Regions from separate parts of the Anas platyrhynchos genome. Here region 1 is linked to region 2. The links are chromatin contacts, called in public Hi-C maps. All regions are on one chromosome and are shown on one strand. The core of a region is the stretch at or near the end of the contact, and the rest is flanking DNA. Distances in the headings are between cores, read along the strand shown.

Region 1 (5,680 bases), core at 48-2,547, 120 kb before region 2:
GTCAACACTTCAAAGCCATCAGAAAAAAAAATGTTTTGCCTAGACACTTTAAAGGAAGGGATGGGAGTTACCCTCAGTAAATCAGATTTAGCCGAGATTACATGACTACAGAAGTCATTTTAGTTAAAAGACCATTAGCAGCACTTGAAAGCAGCTGTCTCTAGAGAAAACAACACTCAAAAGCAGAAGCAAGTACACGGGGATTCTTCATGCGCTGCAAACACCAGTCAGTCACCAGAAAGTCTGTTTATGCACCCGAAAATGCAGCATGCATTAACTTGAGTATTTTCATTACAACTAGCTATACTGTCACCCAGTATTTGATAACAATTAAAGATGTTAAGGTATCTATATTCAGCTGGCAATTAAACCCTAAGTAGCTTAATCCATTAAGTGGTGTTTAAAACGTTGATTAAAGCAAAATGAACACTGACAGTATCTCTTTAGCAGGATATCATCAGCACTCTGGTAGCTTATTTACACGCCTATCAGCCTGGAAGCTTACTTCATACTCAGCAGTTTACCGTCTCGGTGGTCCTTCTATTAATTTTGCATAGCAGATTGAGGAGTTATGTTACCATCACTCCCAATAATATCATTCTACTAGGAAAAAATGAATTTTTATCTATTGGTGTATTATACTATTGAGATAGGAGCTTGAATCTATATGAAGCTTTAGAAGACTATAAGTGCCTACTAAAAGGCTATATAGCCTTATAAAAGGCTATATGAGCACCTGCTTAAATAGATATAACTTCATTTTATCTAAGCACGACGAATGCGGTATTTTCGGCATGGAAATGCAGATTTCCACAGTCCCACTAACATTTTTATCCCAAATATCTGGAGATTCACCACCCGCGTGACTGTGAGTTATTCACACAGGGCCTAGCGTTAGAAAGACACCGGCAAGACAAAGCTGCCACAGAGGGCGGAGCTGCCCGGACAAAGCCGCAAGGCAGGAGCAGCCCCGAGCCCGGCACCGAGCCGAGCCGCGCCGACAGCCGGTACGGCCAGTGGGGACGTTGGGGGGGGGGGGGCTGGACGCCTCCCACCCGGTAACGCAGCCCCGGAGGCGCCCGGCGGGGCGACGCCCTGCGAGGGGAGGGGAGGGGAGAGCCCGGGGGCCGCCTTACCCAGCTGGCGACGGAGCAGAGCCCCAGCACGCTGCCCATGGCCGCGCCGGGAGGGGCTGCACAAGATGGACGCGGCGCCGCCGCGCGATCCGGCGGGGGCTGTTTACGGCTCGCCCAAAGCTTCCGGCTCCTGGGATGGCGGCGGCGCCGTCACCTCCGGGGGCGGGGCGGGGAGAGGCGGGCGGTGGTGGCGTCTGCCCCGCCGGCTGCTGGTGAGGTCCCAAAACCAAAAGTGATTTCCTACAAAAATGCGTCACAGCCCCAAAACAAAAGCGGTTTCCTACAATAATGCTTCACAGCCCGAAAACAAAAGCGGTTTATACAGTAATGGGGTGATCAAGGAGCATAAAATGCACGCTTCAATGATTAGGCAACGTGAAAGATATGTTTTCGCCTACAAAAAAAGCATGACCACCTCCTTTGTCCCATGTGTTTTAATATTGAAAAGCTGTTATTTAATAAGTGACAAAGATAAATAATTACTTTTAAAATTAAGCAGTATGGCAGTTCATCTCATGTGGAGTAGACAACACATGGCTTCATCTTACAGATTAAGGAAAAAGATTTATGAGGAATGTTTTCATGCTGCTCACACGTTTACCTTCATCGTAACATATGAAAGCAGGTGCTTCATGCTGAGCTACTGCTCAGCCTGGTCTTTCATGCTGAGCCTGATGCTATCTATGAATATTGCTGAATCTGTCATCTATAATTGATTTTAAAGGTAGCTGTATTTTCAAAATAAAACGTGAAAAGAAAAAGCTGAGAAGGAACTTTTGTGGTCTGATGGTTTAAGACTGTGATTGTTGTCCAGCGATAAAAAAAAAAAAAAAAATGGAATGGGAATAATTAACCTAGTGGTTATACCTATTAATTTGAAAGGTAAGCACATAGAATTAGTGGACACTGAATGCTGAACTGAAATAAAATCCAACCTTCCTGTCCTAAGCAATCAGTTAAAAGAGGTTTTGAAATCTGTCTAGAGTAAAATTTTGCTAAATTGAGACACTCGATGGTGGGGGACAGAATGGACTGTTAGCTAGGATGCATCTGCTCCTTCACTGAAGTCTACTTGCCAGTGGCCACCAGGCTCTCTTTAGCCTATTACAATTAAATATCTCTTAGTCCTGCACAAACACAAGAATTTGGGTGCGGATAACCTCCGATGTGTATGTGAGGCCTGAACCATCTTCCCTACAATCTTTCTAGATGGGATGATATATTGTTATATAATTGATATATTGTTATATAATGGGACCTTTATCTGAATTAAGTAGCGTAATGGTAGTGAAATTGTAGTGTGCAACAAGGAAGAGAAAAGATATGGGGAGACGAAGGCAGCAAGCACTGCTTTTTCTTGTACTAGAGCCCAAGCCTGGGGCCTATAGGTGAGGTAGGTGCTATACCCTCCATACATCTGCTCCCAGGGGGGCACAGGAAGGGTAGGGATGGGGAGAAAACTTAAAGCCTGTTCAGCTAGGCCAGTAAAGCCACAATAGTAATCCTTAATGATCACTTTCGTTTGTGTGCAATTTTGAGCCAGTAAAGTGTGCTTTGTTCATCTTCTACATAGCACTACCGCAATAGACAGAAGATCCTGCAGGCCCAACATCACCTTACAGACAACACTGTGGCTAGCTTCATCTAATGAACTGAGTTCCTTTCTAATCTCTCAAAATGGTAGTACTACTTCCCTTTCCTTCAGGAAGGTTTAATTTTTTTTCTGGAGTCCCCAAATGTGTGTCTATAGTGGTTTCACAACAATGGGCAGCTCAGCTCCACAATTGCTCATTTACTTTCCTTCCTTAACAGAACAGGGGGAGAAAATACAATGAAAAAAGGCTCAAGGGTTGAGATAAAGACAGGGAAATCACTCATTAGTTACTGTCATGAACCAGTCTCAGCAAAGGGAGATGAATATAATTTATTGCCTATCACTAGCAGACTAGAGCAGTGAGAAACTAAAAACAAGCTAAAATCACCTTCCTGCCATCCACCCTCTTCTATATCCTCCCTCATGGGCAGCAGTGGGACAGCCTGCTCCACCAGGGGCCTCTCCAAAGGCCACAGGGGAACTGCTGCTCTGGTACCTGGAGCACCTCCTGCTGCACTGACCTTGGGGTCTGCAGGGCTGGTTCTCACTCCTCACTCCCACCTGCTGTTGTGCAGCAGTTGTTTGTTTGTTTGTTTGTTTGTTTTTTCCCCTTTCTTAAATCTGCTTTCACAGTGGTACAAATAACATCACTTATTGGCTCAACTCTGGCCAGCAACAGGTCCCTTTGGAGACGGCTGTGATCTGATATGGGGCAGCTTCTGGACTCTGTTCATAGAGGCCACCCCTGCAGAACCTCTGCTACCAAGTCCTTGCCATGTAAGCCTAACACAGGATCAATAATTAATGTGTTTTATTTTCTGCTTCAGTATTCTTGTGATCCTCATAGTCTACTCTTTCTCATTACAAAAACCTCTGATAGCCAAGACAGACTGCTTCTACCCAGAGCAACCTGATCTCTTTTATTTCAACACATTAAATCACATCATTGTTCTCTGATTAGGTAATAATTTCTGCTGTCTTATTTGTAGTATCTGCTGTGGAAAGATACTGAAGCATTATGTACACTTCGCTGAACCAAGTCCTCCTCCTCCATCACATATTTTCCAAGAAATTACATGAGAGAAGATCTGCTACAGGAATTTATCTGCTGAAATTTTATTTCACTTTCAAGTGAAATACAGCTTGCCTGCCAACTATTAATTATACTCTGAAATGTTGGTTGTGTCGATACAGTTTCTCAAAATTATTCTTCAGGAATTTGAAGTTCCGCTTTGGCTGTTCATATTCTGCTATGGAAATACTTAGGACTTTGTTTACCTTCAGCAATGGTGGTAAATGCTTTCCTTTGTACTGGAGTTTCTTTTAACGAGTTGTTGTCAGTCCACCTGCCACTAGAAAACCCTCTTGTAGCTTTGCTAGATTTGAGTCACTTTATTGAGTTACTTTATAAAACTAATTGCAGTGCTTGAGTTTTATTCAGTTTGAAGAGGGATAGAACCCCTTCACGCTCAGAAATCTGCCTCAGATTGCTTTCCAAAAGTGATCTGCTGTTTCCCTGTGAACTTCTTGAACTTGTATAGATATGAGAACCATAGATGTCCGTTATTTGAGTAGTTGTCTGAAAATGTTTAGAAAATAACAGGACCCAGGTAGCTTGTCACTTTTTTTCTCTTTTCTCATTTCTGTTAGGGAGCTTATTGCTAGAAACTGTGTTTCTGTCAGATGCATATTGGAAAATGAGTTTGTCTTTTCCAAACTAGAGACCACCAATATATCCCATGGTCTGGATAAGTAACTTCCATCTACCCTTTCAGTGAGCACCAGCTATGTAAAGGGTTCAGAGCTTCTTTATGGGGGGGGGAGGATCACAACCATGACCACACACACTTTAACCTGTGGAGGAAAGTCTTGGTTACCATTTTGTCTGCTGAGTTCTTGTCCTCAGACTGCTGACAGAAAGGGCAAGCTATACAGAATATACACTCAAGAGGCGTATTTTAGGCAAGGCTTTCCCAAATACATAATTTTATGTTAAAGGTGTTGGCGATATAGGGACCCCAGGTGCATAATAGCACAAGTGTAATCTAGGACAGGTCAGACAGAAGCTTTATGATGCTGAACGTGGTGAGTGCATCCAGCATCTGCCCCTCTGCTCCCCTGTTCTTTGCCAAGGGAGTATAGAGAACAAGACCTTAAGAAGGAAAAAAAAAAAAAAAAAAAAAAAAAGGAAAAGCCTTATGACCAGAACCGAAGGAGGAAAACGGGGCAGCCTTTTGTTCCACGGCACGGCAACACCCGTGCGGCGAGCATCCCCTAGAGGGCAGCGTAACACAAGAGTGGAAACGGCTCACGGCAATCGGCAATGGAAGGGTGGGGGGTGTTTTTGTCTCAACAGTTAACAGAAAAATAGTCTACAGGCATCTATTCCTACAATAAATCTGTGTCCACCGCTACGTGCCATTCTTTTTAAGCTATATTTAAGTGAAATCTATAAAAATCCTTTTTTTTTTTTCTTCCCTCAATCGTTTAAATGAAATTTAATATCGCAATAATTTCTGTGATAACAGATTATGATATCAAGGCTTATATCTCTGTTGTCAGAGACACTTCGAGCACAAAAGAATTTACATAATCCAAAAACATAAAACTCTTGTTTCTGGTGGACTGTACAGAGACTGATATGAAAGAGATCTGAAGTGAAATGGAGTTCAGAGGCCATGATTTTTAAGGATTTGAATAGATGTAAATCTAATTCTAATTCCAAGAAACAGATAGGACTACAAAATAAATATTTCTCTTGGTTTCCTTCTTATGATTTTTGTTGTTGTTTTTTTTTCTAACAAACCCCTTTTATTTTGGTAAAGTTAAATGATGTAGTGGATTCAAATGGTGGAGCATTACTATATATTTTTATAAAATTACATTGTCATCTTCAAAAATATAGTGCTGAGCAGGTAAACAACATAATTTTTAAATAAATATGTATTGA
Region 2 (5,825 bases), core at 2,319-4,818:
AAGAGCCATCTATAGAGCTTTTATTCCGTCTCCATTCAGGCTCTACATGTTTTGCACTGCTTTTAATGAGGCTGCCTGAACTATGGTAACCCCACAGCACATTTGTAAGCAAGAGATATCAGAGGAATCAGCCCCTTCCAGGGCTGCATTATGAGGTAATCTGCTTTCATTACAGCATTTATTTTATAGGTGGTAGACCTCGGCAAGAAGATGCTGCAGGCGTAAGAAGCACTTATCTGCTCTGTAAGGCCAAGTTCAGGGTCTGTGTGAATGTGAATCTGCTTTCCCACAGCCCAGTCTCCATTCCTCGCATGTCTTGAAACACAACCTTTTTTGTGCATGACCCCTTCTTTGCTCCCCTTCTGACTCAGACTCATAGTGGAATGATTGATAGTCCTTTATAAAATACTCCATAAAGAACTATTTTACTTCCACATCAGCATGAAAGCTTGGGTCCCCACATACAAAACAAGTACAAAAACAAGCATCTCACATCAGAATGAGAAGCTTTTTCTTCCTTCTGCCTTCCTGAAGTGTGAAGATTTTTCTCTGGAACTAAAAATGTTTATTCCCCTGGTAGTAGAGCCCACTGTTGTCAAAAGCAAACAGACACATATTCATAGTATAGATAGATGCCTTCTTTTTTTCTCTGGAGGCCTATGAAAGTTTTATTTTTTACTTTTTTTTTTTCTTGTTACTTTTTTCTTCTTTCATTTTTTCTTCTTCTTCAGCATTGTTTGCAAATTTTACTAGAACAAAACAGGATTCACAAGTGGTAGAGTGCCCTATTTAAGTCTTTTGTAGTTTGTATGAATGCAATCTGCTCTCCTGATCTGCTGTTTGTTCTGCTGCTCTTCAGTCACTATCAGAATCAAAACTGGGTAGCTTTTATAAGAAATATTGTTACAATACAGAGGACAATTGCAAGCACAGTAACAAAGTAGATAAATAAAGCCAAGTGGCAACTCACAGGTCATAGATTTTTTATAAGCTGCTTCAAGTATTTAGTTGTTAAAAAATATAGTTCAAGCATTTCTTGGCTTTTAAATAGGAGACCCACTGAAAGACTGGGGGTGGTAGAAGAGGTACAAGACAAGTTGTTGTTTTGGATCACCCCCAGAACAGGACTTAAAGGTTCAGGTGCTGAAGAAGTCTGTTGCTAAGACTTCAGATCTCATGTCTGGAAGGTGGCTTTGTCAAGGAGTTACTGGCTGTAAGGTAACATCATGTTGGACTGTGGACTGTTGTGTCTTAATGAGAATCCCAGCAGCACAGGACTGAAGGTAACACCTTGAAGTAATTGTAGACTTTGGTAGCTAGGAGCTGTGAAGAGCAAAACCCTGAGATTAACAGTACCATGAAACAAAAGTGAGAGGTTGTATAACATAATTTGTTACTATAGGGGGAAAAAAAAAGTCTAACTAAGGGGACAAATTAATTAGCAAAGTAAAAAGGAAAAATGCTTAGAGGAAGACTTAAAAAATTTTTTTTTTTTTTTTTTGTTCTTTTTCCTTTCAGTAATAAATTGACCTCAACTATTTCCCAACTCCATTTTGTATAAAAACATACAGTGGGGCAGGCTCAGGAATTTTTCCAGCTATTTTATGCTTAATTTTTATTAGGAAAAAAAGATCAATTTTCCAAGCACTTTCAATTTTTGGCTTTACAAATGCAGTTGTAGCCCATCTAATGCATACGTTTCCTTGCTGTCATACCTGTGCTATGAGATACATACCTGTATCTATGAGATACACCAAGGTAAAGAGAAACAGACCCTGAATGTAATAGTGGATGCATGACTTTGCTGTACATACTAATATCTCAGTTTTAGCTTCATCATGTTTTATGTGTCAAGCTCCAAATGCAAATACCTGAAAATGAGAGGCTGAATGGCCTGAGAGGCAGCTTCTGATACCCTGAATGAAAATGCCCATTATACTTTATGTGCATGCACTTTTTGTCATTGAGCTGCAGAAATAGGGAGCACCTGCACATGCTTAAGAAATGGACTGTAACAGAAAGAAGATTACATACATATGTGGAAGAACTTAAAAAAGATGATAAAAAAAAAAAAACCAAACACGCAAACTTGAAGGAAAGCTTTTTTTTTTTTTTAATTATTATTTGTGTTGCTGGGTGGTAAGTACAGGTTTACTTCATACGGCTTTACTTGTACTTTGATTCAAAGTTTTAATGAGTCTGAAGGCATACAAATCAAACATCTGGCTACTTATTTCAATTATAACTAAAAATGAATGAATTAATCTCCAGTCTTTAATTAGACTGAATTTAAATACAGAACATTTCAAACTCAAGACTCCAGAAGGCATTTAAAAGAATGAAACTGGATGCTGTCAAAGGCCTATTATACAAGTTTAAGTGATACCCATCTTGGTAAGTTGCATCTGAAAAGGAAGTTGACTTGTAGTTTACAAGTTGATGTAATTTTAGGGTGAAAATCCTTCCCATTCATCCTCCTCTCCTCCCCTTAAGATCTAATCTTTTCTTAGAAAAATATTGTTATATGCTTTCAGTGTCTTGCCCCTCTGAAAGCAAACATGCTGCAAACTTCCACTGCTTTTCATTCAGTCTAGATCTGTCAAGAGGCTGTAACTATTGCAAGCAACAAAGTGTTTAGATGTGTCACCACAGGAGTCAGCCTTTGATGGGCTGAGTGAAGACAGAATGAAGACTGAAAAAGTAAAATTAGTTAACAAGTAACTTAACAAATGTTAATCCCATATTTTCTACCTTCTAATGTGGAAGAACCTCAAATATTTAATAAGGCCTTTTTATGTCAGGTGTCTGGCATGCAACAGGCATGAGAACTATTAGTTGCCTTTCTGTGGTAACTTGCCTCTAGTTGCCAGAATGTAACTCATCTTCAAAATTAGGACTGAAAAGTCCATCATAAGCAATCATCAAATTTTGGGCAAGGATTATTGTTATTATTATTGTTAGCATTTAAGCATAATGAATATTCTTTAGGCAGCATGAAAAGTCGTAAGATGACAAAAAAAAAAAAAAATCAAGCTGTTTTTAAACCCACTGCCTAAATGTCTCAATTTAAATATATAAATATATATTAGCACCCAATGTGTTTACTTGTGGTCCTAGGAGAAACTGCAACAGCTGCAGAGTTAAACTACCTGTCAGACACCCTGGTACACTGTTTGTGCTGATACCTATTTGAATATATTTGCCACTGAAGGCAATGAGAGCATGCTGCTTTACGTCAGCCAAGGTCTGGCTTTGTACCCCGTGGGGAAAAGAAAATGGTTTAGTTTTCTCCTGCCCATCTGTGCTTACATCCCCCTGCCAGCCCCAGTTTCATGGCATGCTCTTCCACCAGCTCATCATCATCATCGTCATCTCAGAGGTCCCAGGCTGGTCCCAGCTCTGGGCAGGGGTGGTGTGGAAGTGGGGACACCCCCAGCCCCAGCTTCATGCTCGGCTGGTGCTTTGTTCACCTCTCAATGCTTCCCCCCCGGAGCCTTTGTGCGGAGGCCAGGGCTGAGGTGTGAGGTGGCCGCCTGCCGATTGCTGCTCCATGCGTGGACAGAGCATGACCAGTTTGGCTGCAGCCAGTCACTGCCGGGCTCGGCCGTTACATCAGCGTCAGCCCACAGCACGGCCAGACAGAGCCGAACAGGCCCCTCGTTGTTTTTCTTCTTTAATGGCTGAGAGGAAAGCCTGGGAAATGAGCAGGGATCCCAGGCCTTCCTTGAGAACAGCCGAATATTGTCTGCATGGTAATGAAGGGAACAAAACGACACAAGGCACGCTGCTCTCCCCCGCCCCACAAGTCAGGACTCACAAAAGCGGAGGAATGATCGGAAGGAGCGGAGCAGGGCAGCAAAGGATGGCGAGGAAATTACCAGCAGTCCCACAGCTCCTTGGTGCGATTTGTCTGCAGGACCCGCTGAGGTTTTTGGGACTGTCAATCAGCTGGAGCACTTCCCTTGTTCCCACTTGTCAGAGTCATGCCTTACGCCTGAGCTGAGGCATTTGGAGTGAGACAGCAGCAGGATCTCTTTTATAAAAAGTATTGCAACACACAGTGGGTGTTTGTGATGCCAGCTCTCTGTTCCACCCACAAATTCAAGGTGGTACATAAACGCCGTTCATCCTGGTTTTCGTTTTTCCTTAAATTACCTTGATAAAAAGTGATGCCTCATTTATTCTCTTTTGAAATTCAAAATAAGTTTAAGTTTTCTGCTTGCAATGGCAGCCTTGGTTATTGCTTCTTTCAAAAGTGAAGAAACAGACTGGGGAAAGCAAAGAGTTTATATATTTTGGAGCACTTGAGCCATCCCCACATGCTGGGGACAGGTCCAGCTCCTGCGAAATTTCTGCAGTCATGAACATCCATCTGCTGGCAGCCAGGCTTCGTGTCCCCATGCAGAAACACTGTTGTCATTGGAAACTGCGATCTGAGAGAGAGAAACAAACCCAGTGAGCCATCAGGGAGCTTGTCTGTCTGTGCTGTGAAGGCATGCAGCGAGGTTGTGCTCCTCCAGAAACAAGAGCATGGGTTAGTTGTGGGGCAGTGAGCTCCTGGAAGGCTTGTGCTGCTTCCGCCTGTTCCACAGCACCTTTGCACGGGCTCTAGGTCACCTAGGGGTCTGAGAGAAGCTTACTGCCCCAAACCTTGCACTGTTCCCTAACTCCATTTCTGCTGCATGTGATGTTCTTTCTAAAATGTCATAAGAAGCATGTCATCTGGATGGCTCGGAGGAACCCCGTCTGCCCCAGAGCTTCTGTTTTTGCTGTCAGGGAGTTGTACCAGTGGCAATGATAGCATAAACACCTATTTAGGAATAAAGGTCTCTTACTGCACACTTCTGAGAATTATCCGAAGCTGACTTCTAATTTGCAGCCATGTTTTCTTTATTGCCACTCTTTTATCATATGTTTTTTGACATTGTTCTGACCATGTGTTTTATGCAACATTGTTGCATAAGTTAAATTAGTCTTTCCCTTTCCCAGTGTTTTGCCTTCTGATTTACTTATGGGAGACAATCATTCCTTCCCAAACTTCTCTTGAAGATACCAAAAAAGCCAGACTCTTTCAGAAACATGGTTCTTGGTTTGCTGTGGTTCTTGTCTAGCTTGTGGACATAGATTTCCTTTCAGAGAAAACAATGATGTGGAGAACAGTTGGATGCACACCAAGATCAGGCCTAAGGATGGTATATATATGTGTTCATTGCATATAAGCCATACAGCAGCTGCAGTGCTCATGAGTAGCATTCCTCTGATGTGCTCCTGTTTGTATTTTTGTTTGATCAGAACTGACCAGAACTGTGGATCTGTGACCTGTATCATTCAGACCTCTCCCTCTCCACTAGAACTGTTCTTCCTCATGTGCCCTGAAACTATTAAGCATTGCATGCCATTGTCTCATAACCATTCTGTGAGTAACCAAAACACACAGGCTTACTCCTTATTTATTACGTGCTGTAAAGTGTGAAAGATAGTGTAAAAGGTCTCATAGAAACATAGATCTTTATGCATAAATTGAATATCCATTCATAAAGTCTTTCTGGTCTCTGACATGATAAATTTTTCCACTAATGCCTGAGATCTGATTATAGCCTGCATTATTACCAATGTTATCATTGGTTACAGAATTGTCCGCTACTTAAAAATAAAAAATAAATGAATAAAAACCTATAATTAAAAGAGAGTCTTCAATCAGATGTGCCTTTACAAAGAAGGACCTCAAAGCATGTTCTCAGTTGTGACAGCACTCTCCGACAGGCAGAAAATGGGAAGAATTGTTTCAGCTTCTCATGCTGCTGTGAATTTGATGGTAATTAATT

The links. Hi-C and Micro-C count contacts between places; a contact is called where the count stands out from the background.
Region 1: a Hi-C map of F1 follicle shows a contact between it and region 2, with 2.6 times the contacts expected there. The contact joins the promoter of SERINC1 here to the enhancer-like site in region 2. A contact is called at or near these places in 2 of 8 Hi-C or Micro-C datasets (F1 follicle and subcutaneous adipose tissue).

The regions. Positions count from the first base shown.
Region 1 is chr3:67,273,969-67,279,648 of IASCAAS_PekinDuck_T2T, reverse strand. SERINC1 (serine incorporator 1) reads right to left here and starts at 1,297. Exons shown (of 10, transcript XM_027454612.3): 1 at 1,137-1,297. The coding sequence starts at 1,175.
Region 2 is chr3:67,155,279-67,161,103 of IASCAAS_PekinDuck_T2T, reverse strand. LOC106016352 (a long non-coding RNA gene) reads right to left here. Exons shown (of 3, transcript XR_011808389.1): 3 at 4,923-5,825. Among named protein-coding and RNA genes, the nearest start is that of SMPDL3A, 26 kb to the left of the region's middle. Within about 2 kb of position 3,568, at least 2 of the 8 cell types and tissues checked have an H3K27ac peak or open chromatin away from gene starts, as enhancers often do. A contact at or near this core is called in F1 follicle, where this site is marked.